Regions from separate parts of the Mus musculus genome. Here region 1 is linked to region 2. Evidence: chromatin contacts called from public HiChIP or PLAC-seq data. All regions are on one chromosome and are shown on one strand. Each heading gives the region's core, a stretch centred on a gene start, on an enhancer-like site or on the middle of the called end of the contact. The rest is flanking DNA. Distances are from core to core; before and after follow the strand shown. Region 1 overlaps Heatr5b (HEAT repeat containing 5B). Region 2 holds the start of Cebpzos (CCAAT/enhancer binding protein (C/EBP), zeta, opposite strand).

The links. HiChIP or PLAC-seq counts read pairs in DNA pulled down with a chosen protein or histone mark.
Region 1: an H3K27ac HiChIP or PLAC-seq map of heart atrium shows a contact between it and region 2, with 5 read pairs. The contact joins the enhancer-like site here to the promoter of Cebpzos in region 2. A contact is called at or near these places in 4 of 484 Hi-C or Micro-C datasets (cortical neurons, embryonic stem cells, frontal cortex and 1 more), 3 of 115 datasets of contacts at active chromatin or transcription factors (embryonic stem cells, heart atrium and pancreatic cancer cells) and 3 of 9 other capture datasets (adipose tissue, liver and pancreatic islet).

Annotation. Positions count from the first base shown.
Region 1 is chr17:78,786,533-78,793,831 of GRCm38.p6, forward strand. It overlaps Heatr5b (HEAT repeat containing 5B), which reads right to left. Exons shown (of 36, transcript NM_001081179.1): 25 at 4,903-5,084; 26 at 1,673-1,741. Among named protein-coding and RNA genes, the nearest start is that of Heatr5b, 45 kb to the right of the region's middle. Within about 2 kb of position 5,004, at least 34 of the 459 cell types and tissues checked have an H3K27ac peak or open chromatin away from gene starts, as enhancers often do. A contact at or near this core is called in adipose tissue and heart atrium, where this site is marked.
Region 2 is chr17:78,914,900-78,922,447 of GRCm38.p6, forward strand. Cebpzos (CCAAT/enhancer binding protein (C/EBP), zeta, opposite strand) reads left to right here and starts at 1,600. Exons shown (of 5, transcript NM_001177403.1): 1 at 1,600-1,794; 2 at 3,458-3,573; 3 at 4,157-4,201; 4 at 4,860-4,944; 5 at 5,078-6,149. The coding sequence starts at 3,459. The coding sequence ends at 4,942. It overlaps Cebpz (CCAAT/enhancer binding protein zeta), which reads right to left. Exons shown (of 16, transcript NM_001024806.2): 12 at 7,231-7,415; 13 at 6,736-6,822; 14 at 5,823-5,881; 15 at 5,650-5,731; 16 at 4,104-5,118. The coding sequence ends at 4,982.

The DNA.
Region 1 (7,299 bases), core at 3,754-6,253, 120 kb before region 2:
TGAAACTTATAGAGGAGAAAGTGGGGAAAAGCCTTGAAGATATGGGCACAGGGGAAAAATTCCTGAACAGAACAGCAATGGCTTGTGCTGTAAGATCGAGAATTGACAAATGGGACCTCATGAAACTCCAAAGCTTCTGCAAGGCAAAAGACACCGTCAATAAGACAAAAAGACCACCAACAGATTGGGAAAGGATCTTTACCTATCCTAAATCAGATAGGGGACTAATATCCAACATATATAAAGAACTCAAGAAGGTGGACTCCATAAAATCAAATAACCCCATTAAAAAATGGGGCTCAGAACTGAACAAAGAATTCTCACCTGAGGAATACTGAATGGCAGAGAAGCACCTGAAAAAATGTTCAACATCCTTAATCATCAGGGAAATGCAAATCAAAACAACCCTGAGATTCCACCTCACACCAGTCAGAATGGCTAAGATCAAAAATTCAGGAGACAGCAGATGCTGGCGTGGATGTGGAGAAAGAGGAACGCTCCTCCATTGTTGGTGGGATTGCAGGCTTGTACAACCACTCTGGAAATCAGTCTGGCGGTTCCTCAGAAAATTGGACATAGTACTACCGGAGGATCCAGCAATACCTCTCCTGGGCATATATCCAGAAGATGCCCCAACTGGTAAGAAGGACACATGCTCCACTATGTTCATAGCAGCCTTATTTATAATAGCCAGAAGCTGGAAAGAACCCAGATGCCCCTCAACAGAGGAATGGATACAGAAAATGTGGTACATCTACACAATGGAGTACTACTCAGCTATTAAAAAGAATGAATTTATGAAATTCCTAGGCAAATGGATGGACCTGGAGGGCATCATCCTGAGTGACGTAACACATTCACAAAGGAACTCACACAATATGTACTCACTGATAAGTGGATATTAGCCCCAAACCTAGGATACCCAAGATATAAGATACAATTTGCTAAACACATGAAACTCAAGAAGAATGAAGACTGAAGTGTGGACACTATGCCCCTCCTTAGAATTTGGAACAAAACACCTATGGAAGGAGTTACAGAGACAAAGTTTGGAGCTGAGATGAAAGGATGGACCATGTAGAGACTGCCATATCCAGGGATCCACCCCATAATCAGCATCCAAACGCTGACACCATTGCATACACTAGCAGGATTTTATTGAAAGGACCCAGATGTAGCTATCTCTTGTGAGACTATGCCGGGGCCTAGCAAACACAGAAGTGGATGCTCACAGTCAGCTAATGGATGGATCACAGGGCTCCCAATGGAGGAGCTAGAGAAAGTAGCCAAGGAGCTAAAGGGATCTGCAACCCCATAGATGGAACAACATTATGAACTAACCAGTACCCCGGAGCTCTTGACTCTAGCTGCATATGTATCAAAAGATGGCCCAGTCGGCCATCACTGGAAAGAGAGGCCCATTGGACACGCAAACTTTATATGCCCCAGTACAGGGGAACGCCAGGGCCAAAGAGAGGGAGTGGGTGGGTAGGGGAATGGGGTGGGTGGGTATGGGGGACTTTTGGTATAGCATTGGAAATGTAAATGAGCTAAATACCTAATAAAAAATGGAAAAAAAATAAAAAAAAAAAGGTATGCCTAAGGCATTATCTCATGAAAGAAATGGAAAAAAAAAAAAAAAAGAAAGCCTGCTTTCTTGCTTTCTTCTTACCTGGCAAGCTTTCGCTATTATGTCTGATGGCGTATCTTGTGAAAAGGCTGGTCTTAGGGCAGCTCCCACCTAGAAAAATGAGCACATTTTTATTTTAGAGACAAGTAGTAAACAGAAAGCCTTTTGAGTCATTGGAGGTTAAAACACCAAATTCACATAGGCTGGAGAGATGGCTCAGAGGTTAAGAGTACTGACTGCTCCTCTGAAGGTCCTGAGTTCAAATCCCAGCAAGCACATGGTGACTCACAACCATCCGTAATGAGATCTGGCGCCCTCTTCTGGAGAGTCTGAGGACAGCTACAGTGTACTTACATATAATAAAAACACCAAATACACATCTATGTTCTTTTTTCTTTATCACCTCCTCCTTACCCCTTTCATTTATAGTACGATGAAAAATAACATTTTTCTTTGCTTTTGAAGAAGTTTTCAGTATCAAATCTATATGGGAAGTATGCCCAAAGGACTATCTTGTTTCCTTTACTTTTGTTTCTGTTTAAAAGTAAGTGGGATTTTCTGACAGTCATATGTAATCAAAGATAAGCGTAGCCTGTTATGTTTTTTGTCTCCTCCCCACCCACTATGTAGTTTCTAAACATATTTCTAATAGCATTTCTGTGTTTCTTATATAAACCCCATGTAAGTGAATCAATAACTGAGGAATAATAAAAATTAAGAGGCACTAAAACTCCTCAAAACCATCTCACCTCAAAAGCACTGGCTTTTAGGGATGGGTAAAAGCAGCTGCCAAGCAAGCCAGACAATCTGAGTTCGGTCCCTGGGAACCACCGGGGAAGAGAGCACTGACTCTTGCAGACTGTCTTCTGAGCCCATGCAAACATTCATGTGTGTAGACAAGCTCCCCCTCTCAGACACGTGGACTCACTCTCACCATACACACAAGAAAAGGGGAGAATATTCTGTCAATAAGCCTTTCTATTATCACTATATAATAAAAGGGCACAGCAGGAAGGAGAGAGGAAGAGAAAGAGTCATCTTCCAAACAAATAAATCAAAATAAGCAATAGACAAATATGGGGAAAGGATACAAATGGTTTCAGATTTTAGATTTTTTTCCTAAATATTTGAAATTATTTCTAAATAAAAGGATGGTCCAGCGACAGGTCCAAAGTGGGATCCAGCTCAAGGGGAGGTCCCAAGGCCTGACTCTATTACTGAGGCTATGGAGGGCTCACAAAAAGGGAACTATCATGACTGCCCTCTGAAAGACCCAACAAGCAGCTGAAAGAGTCAGATGCAGATATTTGTACCCAACCAATGGACAGAAGCTGCTGACCCCTGTTGTTGAATTAGGGAAGGCTGAAAAAAGCTGAGGAGAAGAGCGATCCTGTAGAAAGACCAGCAGTCTCAATTAATCTGGACCCTGGAGATCTCTCAAACACTGGACCACCAAACGGGCAGCATACACCAGCTGATATGAGGCCCCCAACACACATACAGCAGAGGACTTCTGAGTCTGTGTTCATTCAGACATGATGCGCCTAACCCTCAAGAGACGGGAGGCCCCAGGTAGTTTAGAGGTCAGGTGGGGTGGGGGTGGGGGGTGAGGAGGAGGTGTAAGATGTGGAGCAGTTGGACAGTGAATTGGGGTGGGCGGGGGGGGGGAATGGAATATGGAGTATAAAAAATAAATTATAAAACAAGATTTGAGAGGGCTCAGTGGTTAAGAGCACTGGTTGCCCTTCCAGAGGTCCTGAGTTCAATTCCCAGCAACCACATGGTGGCTTAGAACCATCTATAAGGGGATCTGATGCCCTCTTCTGTCATGCAGACATGCAGGAAGTCAGAACACTCATATAAACATAAATACTTTTTTTTTAATGGATAGGAGTATTGTTGCTGGTTTTGGTTTTGTTTGTTTGTTTTGAGGCATGGTCACGTAGCCAAGGATGGTCTGGAATGTGACCTGCTCTTACTTGTACCTCCTGAGACTATAGGCCTTCACTAAAACCCTGAGTTAAATAAGAGACCTTCTTTCTGTATGGGAGTAAGCAGCTGTATACAGCCACTTGGACTAAAGATAAAACTTCCCACATGTATGTAATAGGATTACACATTACTCATAGGTACAGTTTTGGGGAATATATGAACACAGCTAGCTTGCTTCCTTCCTTTCCTTTCCTTTCCTTTCCTTTCCTTTCCTTTCCTTTCCTTTCCTTTCCTTTCCTTTCCTTTCCTTTCCTTTTCTTCCCCCCTTCCTTCCTTCTTTCCTTCCCTCCTTCCTCTCTCTTGCTCTCTCACTCTCTCTCTTGCTTTCTTTTAAGACAGGGTCTCTCTATGTGGACCCAGCTTTCCTGGAACTCACTATGTAGAACATGTTGGCCTCACTCACAGAGATCCTCCTGTCTCTGCCTCTGGAGTGCTGGATTGAGGGTATGTACCACCACCACCTGGCTTGAATGCAGCTTTTAGACAAGACATGTGTGTCTGAAACCAAGTTTCGGCATAATTCAGTTAAAAAGAAAGAAAGGAAGAAAGGAAGAAAGGAAGAAAGGAAGAAAGGAAGAAAGGAAGAAAGGAAGAAAGGAAGAAAGGAAGAAAGGAAGAAAGGAAGAAAGGAAGAAAGGAAGAAAGAAAGAAAGAAAGAAAGAAAGAAAGAAAGAAAGAAAGAAAGAAAGAAAGAAAGAAAGAAAGAAAGAAAGAGAGAAAGAAAGACGACTTCATTTTGCTTGCCTGTAACGTTTCCCTAACTTTCACAGAGCCTTTTCCCCATTACTAGGATTGGTTTATTGTGTGACTGAAATCTTAGAGTACAAATCTCAGGAAAAACAAGTTTAGGATGTGTAAGTCTGTTCCTTTCAGTGATGCCTGTGGGAGCTGTTACCAGGAGCCATCTCCTCGCTCGGTTTACAACAGAACCTGGCTTGTTTCTAAAACCGTTCATCCAGCTTCAGGGTACACATAGACAATGGCAGCAAATCTGCAGCATTTCTGTGAATGTCCCTTTATCATTTAAATGGCAGGGTATGACGTGGCTGAACATCTAAGCACAAGACTGGAAGGCAAGGCTGGAATTTCTATTCTAGTTTTATCACTGATAGGCTCTCACAGCCTAAAAATAGTTCCAGCAGTTTGACCCTTCTCCAGTTGTGGGCTGGCTGAAGCTTTGAAACGATCATGAAGCTTTGAGCGCCACATGAAGAGACCATATTCCCTCCTTTAGTGACCCTCACAAACTTCATTTAGTCTATATAAGCCACAAAACTTACATTAGCTTGATACTGCTCCAGGATCACATGACCTGGAAATTCTGGCTCAGGCACAGATGCAAATTTCTTGATAATGTCTTCAAGTGCCTGGAGCCCAGCCATTCGCAGTTGGTTGCTATGATCAGTTGCAGCCATGAATGCCATTCGAATCAGGTCAGAGAGATGCAATACTAGGAGGTCATCTGCAAAGGAAAACAGACTGTACAAGGGAAAGTTCACCCAGACTAGGACAATGCATAAAAATAGGAAACAATTCGATAAAGCACTTATGATCCACAATATCTAAAAAATAAAACTCAAGTGTCTCAGTGCAGCAGTAGACCACTCAAACACAGACAACTACAGGATAGACACTGACAGCTACAGCAAAATACATGATTACCATGGCTTTCCCAAATGGGCTTGTAGTTCTCTCAGAACAGGCCCTAGCAGAACTTTCCTGTAAAGGGTCAGATACTATTTTTGGCTTTGCAGGCCACATTCTCTCTCAGGCAGTTATTCAGCTCTGCTGCTACACTATGGAAGCAGGCAGAAAGGACTTAGAGAACACAACAGACAATGCTATAGAAATGAGTGTGATGAATCCCAGTAAACTATTTACAAAACACGCTTGTGGGTTGCATTACGATCACAGGTCTGACAGTCCCTATTGTAGAAAAACAGTGTGTAGTCAGGAAATGTAGTTACAAAATTATTTTTTAAAAGACTTTTTATGAGAACAGAATGGGGAGGGAGTCTTGTACTTTTAGCACCAGGTCAAGGGTAACCCTGGACTTTGCTTAAAAGCAAATCTCAAAAGAATTCAAATGGCGCAATTTGCACTAATTTTACTGCATCTCAGGACAGAGTTCACCACAATTTAATGGAAGAGCAAAATCCAGTGCTAGCACAGCAGGTATAATGCCCAGCATCTGATGACAAAGTGCCAAGGTCATAAAGATGTAGAGAACCCAGCTCCCAGGCTCCCAGCAGAAAGGAAGGATCAACGACCAGAAACTGGTTCAAATATGAAAGAAAGAGAGAACAGAATTGGCAGGCAAGAAGTTACAGGCACTGTGCAATGCCACACAGTAAAGGGGAGCGTGACTGTGATGGAGCTGGAGAGAGTGTGAGGCCATAAGGCACACCATATGACAAGAAAGATGCTGGGTGACATTAGGATAAGCTAGGTACAAAGATCAGTGAACTTAAAATACCGGGAACACACACCAGAAGAAATGCTCACACTCCAGTGCTCTCGTCCAGAGGACTGAAGTCCTGGCAACTCAGTGACTCACCCCACCCCCAAAAGTTAACAAGACAGGTTTCCTCAAGTTCCTATCTTTAAAAACCAAATTTAACATTTAAAGTTTAAAGAGTGTATGTTGGTGGTAGACACTGAAGGTAAAGAGAGAAGGAAGAGAATTTGGCTGGAAGACTCCAAAGCTCCCTCCTCTAGAGGAGGTTAGACAAGCAACCAGCCTTGTGAGGTATAAGAAGCCACTGACAGAGTTTGGGGGGAAAAGTCCCAGACAGGAGGATCTGAATTAAAATGGATCTACTCAGGCTATATAAATGCAAATAAACAAAATGTAAATAACAAGAAATAATTCATAAATAATAAATAAATGGAAGAATAAAAGACAATAATTCTTGTCCTCTCTGTCATCTAATTCACAAAATCTAGGAATCTATCAAACTCCCAATCAAGCAACTGGACCTGAAATGAGAGCTGCTTTCCCTACCAGTCTCCACCCATAAACCTCTCTACCTTTTTTCTAAAATCTCAGGTGAATATGTAAAGGGTGGAAATGTAAAGGGTAACTAGGAGGGCTGGGAGGTTTACTGCAGTCTAGGAGCGACCGTTCCTATAGCTAAAGCGCAGTACACAGGAAGACTAGGAGATGAGGATGTATCCAAAGGGCAACCTGGAAAGGGCCAGGTTTGCAATTTTTCAGTCAGAGTTGGCTCATGTTTCATACTGGAACCTAAGCTGAGACCATCTTACCATCCAGCCATAGCTGTGAAGCACCATGAAGCAAACAGTACATGCAGAGTGCATGGGGGAATCACAGAACCATACTGTGAACAGATTCTGCATATGAGCAGCACTCCCCTCTTAGATGGAATAGCTAGTGCACACCCATGGAGGCCCATGGCAGCTAGAAGAGGACATCACATTCTCTGGCACTAGAGTTACAAGCATTTGTGAGTCATTTGATAGTCTGAGCATTGAACCTGGTCCTCCACAAGAGCAGCAAGGGCTTTTAACCACCAAGCCATGGCTCTAGCCCACAAACCACGTTCTTAAGAATCTCCCCAGCACCTCTGTCGGGATCATCATACACGCTGGGTTCATACGTCACCTCTCTATCATCTGCACTACTAGGGTTTTTTAAGTATGACTATGATTTTGAT
Region 2 (7,548 bases), core at 350-2,849:
TCCTTGATTTAGTTGTGTCTTCTAAGGACACTAAATACATCATTTTTGGATGACATTGCATTTGTCAAAAAGACCACTAATAAAAATGGCTAGTTGAGCCATGTCTTTGTCATTGCGTTATTGCTCTTAAGAGACACCACAACCAAGGCAATTCATAAAGAAAAAGGACTTAATTGAGAGCTGACCTACAGTTTCAGAGGTAATTTACTGTCTACTTGGTGGAGCTGGAGAAGTCGCTGAGAGCTCTACAGTCTGATCCATAGGCAAAGAGAAAGACTGGGTCTGGTGTGGACTTTTGAAACCTCAAATCACACCCCCAGTGACACACTTCCTTCAACAAGGCCACACCTTGCACCTTGTTGAATCCTTATAATCTTTTTGACACTTGTACTCCCTGGTGTAACTTTAATTTTTCCAAATCCCATTTAAAAAAAAATATTTATTATTATATGTAAGTACACTGTAGCTGTCTTCAGATGCACCAGAAGAGGGCGTCAGATCTCATTATGGTTTTGAGCCACCATGTGGTTGCTGGGATTTGAACTCAGGACCTTCAGAAGAGCAGTCGGTGCTCTTAACCACTGAGCCATCTCTCCAGCCCTCAAATTCCATTTTTAATGATGGTTTTTAAACACTTTAACCTTCCTTGTAACCCACCACTCACCAGAGGTAGTGGGAAAGAAAGGATACGGGGGGGGGGGGGGAAGTGGAACTGTTTAGAAAGGTTCTTTGGAGCAACTCCCTTCTGTGTTGTCTGGAAATCAGTTCAGTTCACAGGTTAGCAGGCAGCGGTAGTTGGATCCACTGGCAAACACCTCATGGATACAGTTCTGTAGAGTCAGGTTAGCAACAGCAGTGACATGTCCAGATGTTCGAATCAACAGTCGGAACCAACAGGAACAGGGAATCGAAGATGCAAGATCCATAAGTGTTGCACAGTTAGCTGTACCAGTGAGCCAAGTCAAGCCAAGCCAAGCTAAGCTAAGCCAAGCCAAGCCACTCCCCCTCCCCCAATTTCCATTATGTTTACCTTGAACGTTTTGTTGGGCAGCATTCATAGCTTCCTGTGTTTGCTTGTTTGAGACAGGGTTTCTCCGTGCAGCCCTGGCTGTGGATCTCTGAGGACAGACTGCATTTTAATAAAAGTGGATATAGTCTGACATTCCAGGCTTTGTCATGCACGTGGTCCCTCTTTAGGCATTCCTATGCCCCATCTCCTATCTTTCCTTCCCTTAGGTCAGCCCTCTTCTTGACTATTGGGCAGCACCTAGGCACAGCGCTTCTCACCTTTAATGTGTAAAGGAATTGTCTAGGAACCTGGCTAAAGGGCAAATCCCAATTTAGGGTCCCACTTTTCTGGCCACTCTCTGGCGATGGGTTGTTCCCGTTCTGATACATTTTGGGTTTAGAGTGGGAGAGACGATCCATGTGCAGAGTTTGGAGATGGTGTCCTGGGTTCAAATGTGAATTCTTTTACTTGGGTGTGACCGCGGGCAGGATAACCTTGCCTAAACGATACCAGCTTCCCACAGCTAGTTAGGTCAGGTTCCTCTGTGGGGCGTGGCTAAAGCTGGGGGCGTGGCGCTAAGACCGTGCGCTTGCGCAGTCGGGTTGCGGAGGCCTCAGGTAAGGACCGGGCAGTGTTTCTTGTCCTCTGTTCCCCAATGTGTGGCGCGTGGGGTCTGTGACATTCTTGGGTGTGGGGAACACTCGAGCGAGCCCGCCCCGCAGGCGCAGGAGCGCGAGCGTTTCCGGGTCGCCGAGCCGCGACGCATGCTGGGACCAGGACCCCGGGTAAGGCTGGGTGCTCGCTGTTGGATCCTTGCAGGGCAGCAGCCCCCGGTCGCAGCGCCGCCTTTCCTCCCTCGGGCCTACACTGGAGCACACGCAGGGTTGCTTCTCCTGCGCTGCAGCCCCAGGCGCTCCTGTGCAACAAGGCTCCGTGGTCTTTGGTCTCCCTGAGCCATCTTGTCTGGACAGTGTGTCTCTGGTGACAAACGTGCTTTATTATTAAGTAGACAAGTCCCGAAGCGCAGGGCTTTGGAATGTGGCACGTCCATCAGTTTTTAAGAAATTAAGTGTTTTATTAATATCATTATTTGGACTGTTTGATATCTTAGCATCACTCTCTTCCAATCAAAAAAGATTTCGCTCAGATCCCGTAAGTTGTGGAACAGGATGCAGGCAGGTGTGCCCTGTCCTCGCCCTGAAACCTTAAAACCGCCCTTGAGAACTTAGAACTGAGCGGGACCGTCAGTGATTTAGCAGAGTACTGGGAAATCGAGGAACACAGCTGTCCCTTCTGCCTCCTCCCCAGTTTTTTATTTGCTTCGTTTTAAAAATGAGAATAATACAGTTTTTTTTTTTTCTGGTCCCTGAGTAATTCCCATTACTAAAGTGAAAAACGAACGTTGGAGGAGGGACACATGGTAACAGAGTCCAAGGCGAATCCTGATAGTGTTTAATTATTTTCATGCTTAGATACCATGAAAGGGACGTAAAAGCAGGGGAAAGGACTGGCTGATCCTGAACATTAAAGAACAGCCTGTCTCAGCATTGAGCAGTGGGAAAATATCAGAATATTAGATCAAAAGCTTAGTAGTTTGGGGTTATAGGGAGTTAGTTATAAAGCCTGAGCTACCTTTTGCATATTTAGCAAGACAAAACCTTATTTACTGGATAACGGTTCTTCAAAGACACCTTCTTTTGACTGTTGGAAACTGAGCCTACTACTCATGCTAATAGCTTGCATGCTCCCGTTCTCGGTTTGTCTCTGCGTACAGGGGGGAAGACTTCAGTTACTCGAAGCTTTGCCATGGACTGGGTCACCACCAGTCAACTTCTCCCCCATGGGCCAGGGCTTTGTATAAAACCTGGAGTGACTTCACGGGGGGGGGGGGGATTACTGGGGTGCCTGCCACCCTAGTCTTGCTGAATCAGGATCTGGGGACTGGGAAGTGGTCTGAAGGCTTAGGAACGCACGCTGCTTTGGGGATGGTGCATTGAAGTGTTCCAACACTGAGACTGCCTTAGAGCCAAGACTGGTTTGCTACCGTCTGGTTTCATATCCGTCTAGGAAAGGCATGAACTGTGGTGCAACTTAACAAAAGTACCTTCCTCTTGCAGGGCAGTCTCCAAAAGGGCCTTCCAATGCTGTTCCTATTATTAGACTGTATTATAATTCCTAGGTCAGCTAAAAAGTTTCTCTCTAACAGACACTAAAAAGCCTTAGTTCCTCCAGTTTTGCTTTGTAAAGAGCTCTATACCTTCTCAGAATTTCTGTGGTTTATCACACTCCTTAGGCATGGAGATCGGAAACTGCATGTAGGAATGTCTAAACGAAACACATACTACCCTTGAGGTTCATACAAGCACTGAGACTGGGGGTGGAGGTTTTTCTTTATAGATGTGGCAACAGAAATCTAAACATGCTCATCCATCCATGTTGTTAATGTAGGATGGCTCGGATCATGGAACCGCTGGCGAGGAAGATCTTTAAAGGAGTGCTAGCAGCTGAGCTTGTGGGTGTCGCTGGAGCTTACTGTCTGTTTAAAAAGATGCACTCCAGCCAAGGTAAACTCAGCTCAGCAATTGTTTTCTAGCAGGGGATGCACTCAATGTTGGTGACATTTCTGGGCAAAAATGTTTCTTGAGACTGAAGGTATCGGACGTTTTTATGGGCAGGAGGGGAGCGAGGCTGTTATTGTACCTGCAGACTAGGAGTGTCTGGGTTTTACCTGGGAAGGGTAGAACAGACGTCCCTATTCTGGCTCAGAACTGAACGGAATGGGTGGAGGCAGCTCAGCCTGCCCGTCATACTTACTTGTAGAAAAAGCTAACACCGCTGTGGGCAGTGATGGTGCACACCTCTCCCAGAACTCGGGAGGCAGAGGCAGGTGGATCTATGTGAGTTCGAGGCCAACCTGGTCTACAGTGATTTCCAGGACATCTAGGGCTACTGTGAAACCCTGCCTTGAAAAACAAAAACCAAACAAAACGATAAAGGCTATATTTTAAGATGAATGTAATTTGTATACTATCCTGTAAGATTTACTTCTTGGATTAGTAGATGGACCTTAGTACAAAATGCTAATAGACACTAATATACTAAATTGTTGTTTAATATGTTAATACAGTGATTTTTTTTTAATATCAGATTTCAGACAAACAATGAGCAAGAAATTTCCATTCATTTTGGAAGGTATGTTTTTCTTCAAGTAAAAATTCAAGTGTGAAACAACCTATAGATTCTGTGATGTTTTTACAACTTTAGAGCAAGTGACCTTATTTTGTTATTGGTTTCAAACACTAGTTGCTTCCTGGGACCACACAGTAAGGACTCACACCTATTACTTAGATGAGAACAGCTAGCTCTTGTTTTAATCCTTATTCCCCTGTTTACTGATCAACCTGCAGGCTTTATAAACAATGGACAAAAGTGCTGTCACTGAGTTATATACCCCACGTGCCAGCTGGAGTTTTCATTCGTTCAGTGGTTAAGATTATAGATTCCAGAGCGAGACCTAAGGGTTGGGACGGGCACAAACCATAGTTACTGCTGTAAAGACTGTTTTCCTCCGGTGTACTATGTTCTCAGAGATACTGCTTTCTCTTGGGGAGAGCCAACGCTGACCCTGATAGTTAGAGTTGACCACAGTGACATCATGCACTTAGCCTAAGCATGGTACCTGGTCCCGGACAAGCAGCCCATCACAGAGGTCTGGAGAGTGGTTACAGCTCCCGTGTGGACATGGAGCCCCGCTGTCCTTTCGTTTGCTATGTAGCAATATGGAAGAATTCTTTCACTATAAGTTTAAATTTTGTGTAATTTTATAAATGACAGTACTTTGTTTCCACAGTTTATTACAAATCCATTGAACAGTCTGGAATGTATGGAGTTAGAGAGAAAGATGAGGAAAAATGGTTGACTAGCAAAAACTAAGGGTAAGTATAATCTTAATTTATTGTCACCCTGAAGATGTCACTTCCTCTGCCGTTTGGGTTTCTGAGGGGCTTTCATCTTCTTCCTGAAATTTTTCTTTTTCTTGATGATACTTTTCACATCTCTGTTGTGCAGCCAGTCATCTCGCTCAGCTTCCCACTTGAGCTGTTTGAAACCTTTGAGGGGAGACGACAGATGAGTCTGTACCCGGGACTCCACAGACGCTCCCTGACCGTAACTGCAGGCCTGCGGCTTCCCACCCACTGTTTGCTGCTCTCCTCTACTGGATAGTTGAGGAATTTACAAGTGAAAATATAGGATTTATACTGGAAAGATTTTTCTTTTCTATTTTATGAAAGAATAGAAACTAGTGATTATAACATCAGGAATAATTACAAAGTCTTCAAGCATGTGAGAGTACACCTTTAGCTAAGTCTAAATAAAACAGACAGACTCTTGAAGAAATAACGTGTGTGGGTCTGCAGTTTGTGTGTGTGGTTTAAATGCCTTGCTATGTGACAAACATCCTGCCACTAAGGACATCTTCAGGGAAGTACCATTTAAATGACACAGGTGACCTGGTAGTGCACTTGTAATCCTACTGCTTGGGAGGAGGAGGATTTAGAGCCCAAGGTCAGCCTGGGCTACGACCCTGCTGTAAAAACAACACAAACAAACAAACAAACAAACACCACCAGCTTACTTACTTGCATTATCTCTGTTAGCCATGGCGTTCATGCCAATAGTATCAAACTTGGAGCCCATATTCTCATCCAGCAGATGGCCAAACTGAAAAAAGAAAGGAAGGGTGGGCAAGGCTATTAGGAAACTTGAAAAGAATGTAAACAGCTACTTTCTTAAGTTAGTACATTAGCCTCACCTCCTCAGCAGAGACAAACAGGCTGGAGTCATTGAAACTTTTCTTCTTTTTCTTTTGTCCTAAAGAAAAATTATGTGTAGGTTACTCAAAGCATATACTTATTTTTCAGATTTGGTCCCCGATCAATGTTTATCTTTACAAGAAACCAAAAGTATCACTCAGGCTTAAAATTCCACAGCTGACTTGGATGGAGTTTGTAATATGTGAAACAAAATATAAATTGTAATTCATGTCTTATTCTTTGGGCTTGAAAAGCTGATTATGTTTATTGTTTTATCAGTAAAGTTTTATTTATACCACTGAAAATAAAATGTCTATAAAAACTCACCTACAGTTTTGAATCTGTAGACATTTCAAGAAAGTTAAAGTAGTAAGATAGTTAGGGTTCATATATAACTGGACTCTTGAAACATGACTGAAAAGATCATCTAGAAATACTTAAATGTGAGAGGGTAGGGCTTGGGAACAATGAAAACTAAGGTTGCATGCGAGAACTCTCTACCTCTCCACATTTCACAACTCTGTTGTTATAACTCTTAATGCACCTTTCTTGGCAGGGAGATGGTTTAACTGGAATACTCGCATCGCAAGAGTGACAACAGAATTCAGATCTGCAGCAGCCATTTAAAAACCTGGGAGTAGTGGTGTAATGTCAGTGAGGAAAGAGGAGGCAGAGGCAGGTGCGTGTCTAGAGCCTTGTGGAACAGTTGGCCTTGCCTAAATGGTGAAGTCCTAAGCCTAAGAGAGACCCTTGTCTCAGACAAATGGGAGAAGGTGCCTGAGGGCTGATCTTAAACATTTTCTAAATGGTATCAAAGCAATTTAAAACATTTCCTCCAAGATATTTGTTGGTAGCAGGTGCTCTTCATATAGCAGCTGCTATGGTTTGAAGAGAGCGCATGTATTTTCTTACCTTGAAATGACCCAGCAAAGTCAAAATCATCTTCACTCTTTCTCTTGCTTTTCTTAGTATTGGCTTTGGGGTTGGCGTCAGCAAATTCTGTTACCCAAGAAAGTTTGCTATTAAACCATTTTATACACAGTAAGAAGCCTGGAAAATACCAATTCCAGTAGTGGCAGTGCAACATCAAGGCCTGGTACATCTGTTCCATGTGTGTCCAGTCCTCCAATCCCAACAGAATGGGCCTGGAGGATACTGGACACTCTAGTGTCTCAGAGACCCAGGACCTTACACATTTTAGGAAGTATTCTACTACTGAGCTACACTACAGTCCCTTATACTAAATGATAAAAAGAGGCAACATGACAGCTCAACTGCAACTGGGTAGAAAAAGCTGTTGACTTAAAATCAGTTCAGTACTGATACGTGTATTCTTTAGATATGGAAGCCTAGCCTAAGAATGAGCAAGAACGCTATATAATCTGTATCTTCCTTTTCATTGTGTACCTGGAGCATCTTCACTTTCATCATCTGACACATCCATGAACGTTCCTCCATCTTCATCAATCTCAAAGTCTTCATCGTTCATACTTCCGAGAGAAACTTCATCGTCATCCAGGTCTCCAAGTTCGCCGTCACTACTCTCTGAGTCTTCCAAGTCAGCCTTAGCTCCTTTTGCTTTTTTCATATTGCTGGGGGTGGGGGTGGGGGGGAAACACTTGTAAAGGAGGCTGTGTCTTCTAAAGTGTGCTCAGGAGACAAGCATTCTAAAGGTTCAAGCCCAGGTGAGCATTTCCCTTAGGGATCATGTAATTTCTAGGCCTC